Linked DNA regions of Mus musculus: all the other regions are linked to region 3. The links are chromatin contacts, called in public promoter capture Hi-C maps. All regions are on one chromosome and are shown on one strand. Each heading gives the region's core, a stretch centred on a gene start, on an enhancer-like site or on the middle of the called end of the contact. The rest is flanking DNA. Distances are from core to core; before and after follow the strand shown.

What was found. Promoter capture Hi-C pulls out the DNA fragments that hold promoters and counts their contacts.
Region 1: a promoter capture Hi-C map of liver shows a contact between it and region 3, with 3 times the contacts expected there. The contact joins the promoter of Fry here to the promoter of N4bp2l2 in region 3. A contact is called at or near these places in 8 of 39 promoter capture datasets (the 3T3-L1 cell line, the C10 cell line, frontonasal cranial neural crest and 3 more), 1 of 15 datasets of contacts at CTCF or cohesin (embryonic stem cells), 1 of 484 Hi-C or Micro-C datasets (the N1E-115 cell line) and 2 of 115 datasets of contacts at active chromatin or transcription factors (embryonic forebrain and microglia).
Region 2: a contact with region 3 is called in a promoter capture Hi-C map of the HPC-7 cell line, with 4 times the contacts expected there. The contact joins the enhancer-like site here to the promoter of N4bp2l2 in region 3. A contact is called at or near these places in 6 of 39 promoter capture datasets (the C10 cell line, the HPC-7 cell line, HPC-7-derived erythroid cells and 3 more) and 1 of 9 other capture datasets (pancreatic islet).

Annotation. Positions count from the first base shown.
Region 1 is chr5:150,258,438-150,261,407 of GRCm38.p6, forward strand. Fry (FRY microtubule binding protein) reads left to right here and starts at 1,493. Exons shown (of 61, transcript NM_172887.2): 1 at 1,493-1,901. The coding sequence starts at 1,832.
Region 2 is chr5:150,289,788-150,292,775 of GRCm38.p6, forward strand. The region is part of intron 1 of Fry (FRY microtubule binding protein); the gene reads left to right. Among named protein-coding and RNA genes, the nearest start is that of Fry, 31 kb to the left of the region's middle. Within about 2 kb of position 1,669, at least 13 of the 459 cell types and tissues checked have an H3K27ac peak or open chromatin away from gene starts, as enhancers often do. A contact at or near this core is called in the HPC-7 cell line, where this site is marked.
Region 3 is chr5:150,664,163-150,666,862 of GRCm38.p6, forward strand. N4bp2l2 (NEDD4 binding protein 2-like 2) reads right to left here and starts at 1,450. Exons shown (of 6, transcript NM_201369.3): 1 at 1,339-1,450.

The DNA.
Region 1 (2,970 bases), core at 243-2,742, 410 kb before region 3:
GCTTCAATGCAAGTGAAGCTAGCTGGTGCCAGGTGAGACTGGGGCCCTGGGAGAGCCAATGTAGCATTTTTCTCAGTACCCCTGTGGCTTGTTCTTTCAGTGCTGTGTAAGATGGGGGAGTGCCAACCCAGTTATTAATGGATATTTTTGAAGGAAAGCCTTCCAATCATCTTTTACATAGATCTCGTACATTCTCGGTACAGCTGATTAAAAAAAAAATGAACTCATCACTGAAGTATGCATGTGAATTAGGGAGACCTCAGTCTGATGAAGGATTTCAGGAAGCTGAAGCATTGAGTATAGGAGTGTATCCTGTACTGTATCCATATCCACATTCACAGGTAAACCAGGACATTTCTAGAAGTGGCATTTAATTGGTTTTTAAAGTTCTTTGCTAGAAAAAAAAAAAGTATACTGTCCTTTCGTTTCTCGAATGAATTAGGAGAGGAACTAGGAAGTCTTGTTTGTGTGTTGGCTGGAGGACGGAATTTGTACGTTTGTGTGCCCGGGCGGGGGGGAGGGGGGCGGCGGCGTTAAATAATTACTACATTATAATTCATTCTATTGGAAACTTCCAGTCATAGATATGCTGAGGAAAAGAGGGCCCAGTGGCTTTCGAAATGGCTGGTCAAACCTCACCTGACAGAGGTTCCATCGTTGTCAAAATACAATTCTCTTATTTAATCCCTCCACTAAGCCTATTAGTTGTGAGAAACAAAGCCGACTGAAATCAGGACACATGATACCAAGAATTAAGGAGAAGGCAGGCGCCTAATGCCTTTGCATCCTAGCTCCTTCGTGCTTATGAAATAAGGTGTGTTGGTCTGTGTGAGTCTTAGAAATGACAACATGAAGAAACCGGTCCATGGTGGAATCCGGGCGTTCGCTAGGCAAGCCGACTAAGCATGTGTTCCTTCCCTTCAGGCTTTGAGGCTAGGGTGCCCCTCAAAAAGCCTGTATTGCACAAAATGCGGATCCCCGTCTGCACATCCCAGAGAAGGAAGGAAAGGCCAGGCAGGCAGGCGTCTGGCTTCTCGGTTGCAGCGATGACAGAATCCCCCCCCCCCCCCCCATACACACACACACACACACACATACACACACACACACACACACACACACTCACACACCCCTCCCCAAACGCCGCTGCTTCCAAATGCAAGGGTGCAGCTGGCTTACCGCAGAGTGCCGCAGTTGAGTGTTTTCAGGGACAGACACAAGGGGAAATCGCAGCCCGAGCACACCCCGGGCTGCCGCCTGCCAACCTTTCTGCACCGAGGAGCCTCAGGCAGCTGGCAAATTCCTAGTCCCTCCCCTAGCGAGCTGGGAGGTGGAAGCTGGGTGGGAGCTCAGGTTGAGAAAGGAAGGGGCTGGGGGCGGGGCTTCAGTCCATCCCTCAGCGGGGGGCTGCAGGGTGGGCAGCCAGGAGGCCCAGACATCTGTCCACCCGGGTGCAGCAGCAGCTCACAGTGCGGGTGGGGACTCTGCCACCATACCTGGCTGTGGCTGAGCATGTGGGCGGCCGCAGGCAGTAGGCAGGCATTGCTGCTTATGTCAGCTCTGAAATGAAAGCGGCTGAGGCCTCTGCCTCTGAAGGCTTGCAAGGGAGATCAGCACCCAGCAAATAAGAAGCCAGCCCTGGCCCCGGAGGAGGAGGAAGAGGAGAAGAGGTTGAGCATCCCTCTCCCGGTGTCCTTTAAATGAGGAGCGTGGCCGTTTGCTTCTGACCCTCGCTTACATCACTAACCTGTGACAGGCACATCTCCACGCCCGGTACCTGCTCCTCCAACTGCAGCTTCTAGTCCTAGGGGCTTCTTTGTATGAGGCAGACATGGCCAGCCAGCAGGATTCCGGCTTCTTTGAAATCAGTATCAAATATTTACTGAAATCCTGGAGTAACGGTGAGTGATAGAAAATATATATATATATAATTTTTTTTTTGGTTTTGTTTTCTGGATGCTGCTAAGGTTGGAGCAATCATATCTCAACTGGACACATATGTTTGTGAGCTGAGGAAGTTTCTCTCTCTCTCTCTCTCTCTCTCCATCTGCTGTGAAAATCAAAAACGTCAGTGTCTGAACTATCCCTGCTCAACTTTGAAGGCTGCAATAAAATTAATAGATTTTTTTTTCCTTAGAATTTCCAGAGATGCGGCCCTTCTGACTCTGGGGAGGGCAGGTTCGGCATGCCAGGCTGCATTGCCTGCCTGGTGTTTGTTTGCTGTGTTCAGGCTTCATCTAAATATTTTGTGAAGTGCAGCTTAGCCGAAGGGGTGTGGCAGGGTAGAGAGTACTTTGTAATTGTCTTATTAACAATTATTGTATTATTGACAATTATTGTAATTGTCTGAAGAGGGAAAACGACTTGGAAGTCCAAAACCTAAGACTCATCTTTGTTAGGCACAAACTGGTCTGCAGATCCATTTGGTCTATCCCTGGTACCTGTGCATGGTGTTCAGAAGGCTGTTTATCTGTTCCAGCTTCTAGAGGTCTTAGTTGCTCTAGTACAAGCGTGCTTCTGAAATGTAAACAAGTATGGGTCTGACCCAGATGGTTCCTTAGGCTATAAAAATATCATGGTTCTGAAGTTGCATTTCGGACCTATATAAAAATTGTTAGCAATTCACTATTTCAAAAAGGCAACCTCTAAGCCATCCTGGGTCTGGGTTAGAAATCAGAATGAGGCCTTTCAGATGTTCAGGGATACCTTGCATTTTTCTGCACACTTTAAAAACAGAGTCTTATTGATGCATCTGCTTTTGTGCTGATTTTGTGCCAAATGACTGACAGATCTTTTAGACGCTCTCGACTGTTTTGCATTAAAATTTTGTTTCTAAAAATTATTTTCTATATTTTATTGGGTATATACTAATTAACCTACCTGGAACCCTGAGGGGTACCGAACGTATCCTCCACGAATGACCTGTAGCTAAAAATCCTTTTTATGTAAACAAACCTAGGCAAGAGAACT
Region 2 (2,988 bases), core at 419-2,918, 370 kb before region 3:
CCCTCTATTGGCATAGATCTCACAAACATTCCACCCCCACATCTAGCTCTCTCAGCACCCTATGCTCACAACCTTTTGTGTAGACCAGGGAGATCGGGATCCCTCGACCTTTGACCTTTGGTAGCAGTTGGCAATGGAGCACTAGGGCCTAGGATGCTGTGACCTGTGGTCCTTACTGACATTGTCCATGCAGCTGCCACAGCTGAGCAGCCACCACTGCGTCTCCTCTGCCACTGCTGTCCCGGCCCTGCCTCCTCTGCTTTTACTAGCTTGGCCTACTGTGCGCAAAATAGCATTGGGAAACCTGGTGTGGTGGCTCATACCTGCTCTTCTGACACTGAAGAGGCTAGCCCGGCCTGCTAAGTGGACTCAAGACAAGCTTGAAGTGCAGAGGAGACCCTGGTTCAGAAAGAAAGAGAGAGAGAGAGAGCTAGAGAGAGGGAGAGAGAGAGAGAGAGAAGAAAAAAAGAAAGAAAGAAAGAAAGAAAGAAAGAAAGGAGGGAGGGAGGGAGGGAGGGAGGGAGGGAGGGAGGGAGGGAGGGAGAAGGAAAGGAAAGATAAAGAGGGAGAGGAGAGAGAGGTGGGGGAGGGAAGAGAGAGAGAGAGAAGTAAAACCACTTGGGGAAAGACCCTTTTTGTTTCTTTTTTTTTTTTTTTTTTTTTTTTTTTTCAGACAGGGTTCATTATATAATGGTTGGCCTGGAACTTACTATGTAGCCCAGGCTAGCCTCATACCTAGGAGTTTCCTGAGTGCTGGGATTATAAGCCTTTTTTATTGGGCCTGATTTTGCAATACCAGGAAAGTCAGCCCAAAAGAGTGTTCGCCTAGCCTTCTCAGGAGGTGACCAGAACAGCTGGTTGATGTAGACTGGAGGGGAGGGACTCATACCCTTCATGGGTAGACCGTCACCGCACTGTCCCATTTGTAGGAGTTACTGTAGTCTGTCAAGGCAAGGAGGCAAAGTGTGGTGTTCCCTGTTGCCCCTCCCCCTATAGTCCCCCCCTTAAAGGGGTGGGGGCTGGGCAGAAAAGCCTGTAGGGTCATCTAGAGTTCAGTGAGGCTTCTCCTTAGCAGAAAGGCTGGTGAGTATGTTACAAATTATTTGACCAATCTTGGCCTGGGCTGGGTCTTTGAGAATGGGTTTGTACCAAAGCCTTCACATAACATGGCTTCCTCGGGGCTGTAAAGCAGCAGGTGCCAGCATGAGGGCAGCCTGGCTGGCTGGCTGAGTGACAGGCCTCTACTTAAGACAGCCCAGGGCACCAGGAAAGGGTGAACAGCTGTCAATTAGGAAGTCAATGTTCTGCATATTTACCAGTTAATAAATACCAGGAGTGCTAACAATAAGCAATAAAAACTGTATTATCCTATCATTGGTATCAACCATGTTTGACCTCACATCTACTGGTGCCTAACTCCTACCCAGTGCCTCAGGGAGAAGGGGACCAACCCACAGGCCCCCAATTGTTCAGTGGTTCTTAAATATGATTTCTTCCAGCAGTACTTAGGCTGGTGTCTAACTACTTTTGTTGCTTCTCATAACATAATAGGGCAGGGAAACTATAGCAAGCAGGGGAGTGGAAGTAATTACCTGAGAATCAGTATAAGCTTAGTTGGGCTCCGGGCTTCTAAACATCTCTGTTGGCCACACCCCTTCCTGTAAGTGTGCGAACTTCCTGTCCTGGGGGGGCGTGGCCTTTGACTTTAAACTGAATAGCATTTGCCCGTGTTGCTACCTGGCTTTTGTTTTATTTGTGTTTAGAGATGGGGATCTTACCTGCCTGGCTGGCCGGGAACTCACTTTCCTCTGCCTCAATTACCAGCGTGTGTTGCCACTGGAAAGGAAAAATTTTATGAAATTAGATTAAGGATTAAAGAAAAAAAAAAACCTTTAAAGCCATTCATCCCAATATGTGAGGGCAACTGTGGAATGAGTGTTGGGAATGGAACTGGGGTTCACTGGGAGAGCTGCAGGGACCGTTAGCCACTGAGCCATTTCTCTAGGCCTTAAAAATGGGTTCGTTTTCATTTTATGTATATGGTGGTTTGCCCATGTGTACATTACAGATATGCAGTGCTCTCGGGGAGCAGAGGAGGGGGATGGATTCCTTTGAGCTGGAGTTACAAATGGTTGTGAGCAACCATGTGGGTGCTGGGATTCAAAAGCAGGTCTTTTGCAAGAACAACCAGGGCTCTTAACTGCTGAGCCATCTCTCCAACCCCAGTTTCTTCTACTCCTGACGTATATCCTTAGCAAATGTCAAATCATTTCAATGTATAATAATGATTTAAAATGGAGTTCTTTCTACATTGCTTCACTGTTTCCCCCATGCATCCGTAGTAGAGAAAACCATCTACACCCAAACAATTTGAGACATTAGACATATTTTTTATTAAAAAATTTTTTAATGCATTGTTATTTCCAGGGTTTTTGAACTGGCAAAGTCTGCCTTTCTTATGATTAAAATGTACTTAAGTTGCTATTCTTCATGGGCTATAAATCTGCTTTTTTTTTTTTTTTTGCTGTCTTCTGATTTTATTATCACTGCTGGCCATCTGCTGACAGTCGGACAGCTGTCTCCTCACCCTGTCAGCGACCTTCTCCCTCCACCCCTCCCCTGTAATTTGTTGTTTAGTTCAGCATACACTGCAGCTGGAGGACGGGCTTCTTAATACTGTCTGTAGAGGAGAAAATGGCCATATGGAGCAGTGGATGTGGCTCAGGTAGTAGACTGCTTGTCTGGGTTGCATGAAGCCCTTGGTTCAATCCCCAGCAGTAGTCAGACTAGGGTAGTCACACCTATGATCTCAGTGCTTAGACACGCAGGCAGGAACATCCGAGACCCAAGATCCACCCTCAGCTACATAGTGAGGTGAAGGCTGATGGGTGGGAGGGTGGGTGGGGTGCTGGAGGAGAAAGGAAGTAAGGAAAGGAGAGAGGGAGGGAGGGAGGGAGGGAGAGAGGGAGAGAGAGGGGGGGGAAAGGT
Region 3 (2,700 bases), core at 200-2,699:
ACTCAGACAAGATAGCCTTGCCTGCGTCCTTGCATTCCTTTTCATCTTTACAGTCAAGAGCCCTGCCCTGGCATCCGGGCTCATAGACAACTCTTTTACATGAATCACAAGTTACAAAATCTCATTTTCCTTCAGTACACTGTACCACAAATACCTTCCTGTTTAAAATCATCATGTCTTTTGTAGTATATACTTTAACTTCCAAACAATTATCTCTCTTTAGCATCCAAATACCAGGTTAACTAAAAACGCAGTCTTTGTGGGGTCTTTTTCTTTTAAGTAGTATAAAAGCAGTTTTCCAATTGAATGTAATAATTTGGAAAAAAAAAAGTTTTGAGTTTTAGTGATGATACAAATTATGCTTAGGGAAAATAATCAGAAAACTTTAAAAATCAAATCATTCATCTTTTCTAGTAGTTTCTCTAACTTGAAAAATACACTTTTTAGGCAGGGTGGTCTATGACTGCAACACTAGCATTTGGCAGGTGTTGAAAGGAGCTCAAGACCAGCCTGGACTACACAGTAAGTTCAAGGTCAGTCTGTATTACCCAAGACCCTGTCAATAAATGTAATTAAAATTACTCTTGACAGGCCGTGGTAGCTCAAACCTGTAATCCTATCAATAGATTTCCAGTCCAGTATGGGTTGGCTACACAAATGGGTTGCAGAGCAGCCTGGTTGGGAGAGACTATGTCTTTTTAAAAAAATCACAACTTCGCTTCTCTTGTCATAGAGGGAGGGGCGTTAAGAAACCAAAAGCGCTCTTTTGGTCACATCTGGCCTGCTCTTGGAATCAAAACCCAAACCCTACAAACGAGAAGAAAGGCGACAAGCCATTAGCAGAGACGAAGGAAGCTCCAACTGCGGAGAAAAGCCAGGTTCCCGGAAAGAGCCCCCACCTCGGCCACATGCTCCCATGTCCTCAATCTAACGTCAAGAGCCAACCAAGCAAGTGCAGCAGGGTGGACCGACGTCGTCAGCGCCCTACCTGCCGGGCCCCCAAGGCCTCCTGACCGGGGGCGGGCTGCCAGGCCAGGGGCGCTCCGGCTTCTCCGTCCCTAAGGAAAACGTCAAGATCCCTTCTAAGAATCCGGGGAGGTCCCGAAGGCTGACAGGCTTCTCTTGGGGCTTCCACGCTCGCAGTGAGGCGAGAGCTGTGTCAAAGCCGGAGGTGCAGGCGCCAGCCGTTCGCTCAGACGAAACCGGAAATACCTCCCTCACCTCCACCGGGACCCATCGCTCTGTAAGCACTTCCACCATCTTCCTCTCCAAGCCCTCCCCCACCCCACTCCACCCCCTCCAAAAAAAAAAAAAAAGAACTTCCGCGAACACACGAACCTCCGGGAAGACGAGAGACCGTCCAAAACGTAGCTATTAAACGGAGCTGGAAAGAGACGCGAGGCTGGAGCAGTTTCATACGCAAGATGGCCGCCACCTCTAGGATTACCCATGCAGCACCGCGGGCTCACGCCCGGCATTATGGGGATTGAAGTCCGGCGTCCCGCAGTCCTCGTTTACCTCAAGGCACCGAAACTCAGTGTTCCAGAGTCCATTGCAAGACTTACAAGCTATTTTGGCCACCAACGTAGACTCAGTCTTGTTCCCCGCCCTGTAGTGGGGGGAAGTTTCTTAAAGAAACATCACCTTTATCTATAAAGGCAGCGACGTCCTCTGGGGTTCACGACTCAAAAAGAACAAGAGTGCTTGGCGCCCCCAGGTGGATGGACGCGCAAGCCTCTGTGGTGAGTGAACAGTTTTCAGGCTTTTCAGGAGACAAAAGAATCAGCCTAGGCTTCAAAGGGGAAAACATTTTGTGTAACAGAACTCAGTTGCTATGGTTTCTCAGAAACACCATTTAGTATAATTTTAAGCTTCTGAACAACTGTGGCAAAATAGAGTGCCTGCACCTCAGAACCCCATAACAGATGACTCTTGGGGAGAAGAAATTATAAAGTATCTTACTTCCAGATATAGGAAAACTGCTATATAAATATGTATTGAATTAAAACTAAATACCAACCAAATGACTAGCTCCAGTTAAAGGTCTTTTTTTTTCTCCTTTCCATTTCTATTAGCCTGTCGTCCTCTCCACCCCTTGTTTCGTTTGGGCCCGCACAAGAAGATCGGCCATCTCAGCATATTTGAATAAGTCTTGTCTCCAACACAATAATGTTTTTTTTTTTTTTTTAAAGATTTATTTATTATTTTAAGTACACTGTAGCTGTCTTCAGACACACCAGAAGAGGGAGTCAGATCTTGTTACGGATGGTTGTGAGCCACCATGTGGTTGCTGGGATTTGAACTCTGGACCTTCGGAAGAGCAGTCGGGTGCTCTTACCCTCTGAGCCATCTCACCAGCCCCCACAATAATGTTTTAATTTATAAGTATAATAGATAAAAAGCACAGTGAAGCCGGGCAGTGGTGGAGCACGCCTTTAGTCCCAGCACTTGGGAGGCAGAGGCAGGCAGATTTCTGAGTTCAAGGCCAGCCTGGTCTACAGAGTGAGTTCCAGGACAGCCAGGGCTACACAGAGAAACCCTGTCTCAAACAAAACAAAACAAACTAAAACAAATCACTATTTTATTTTATGTGAGTGTTTTACCTGAGTGTATATATACATATATATACACCTGAGTGTGTGTGTGTAAATATGTATACACACACACTCTCTCTCTCTCTCTCTCTCTCTCTCTTAAGAG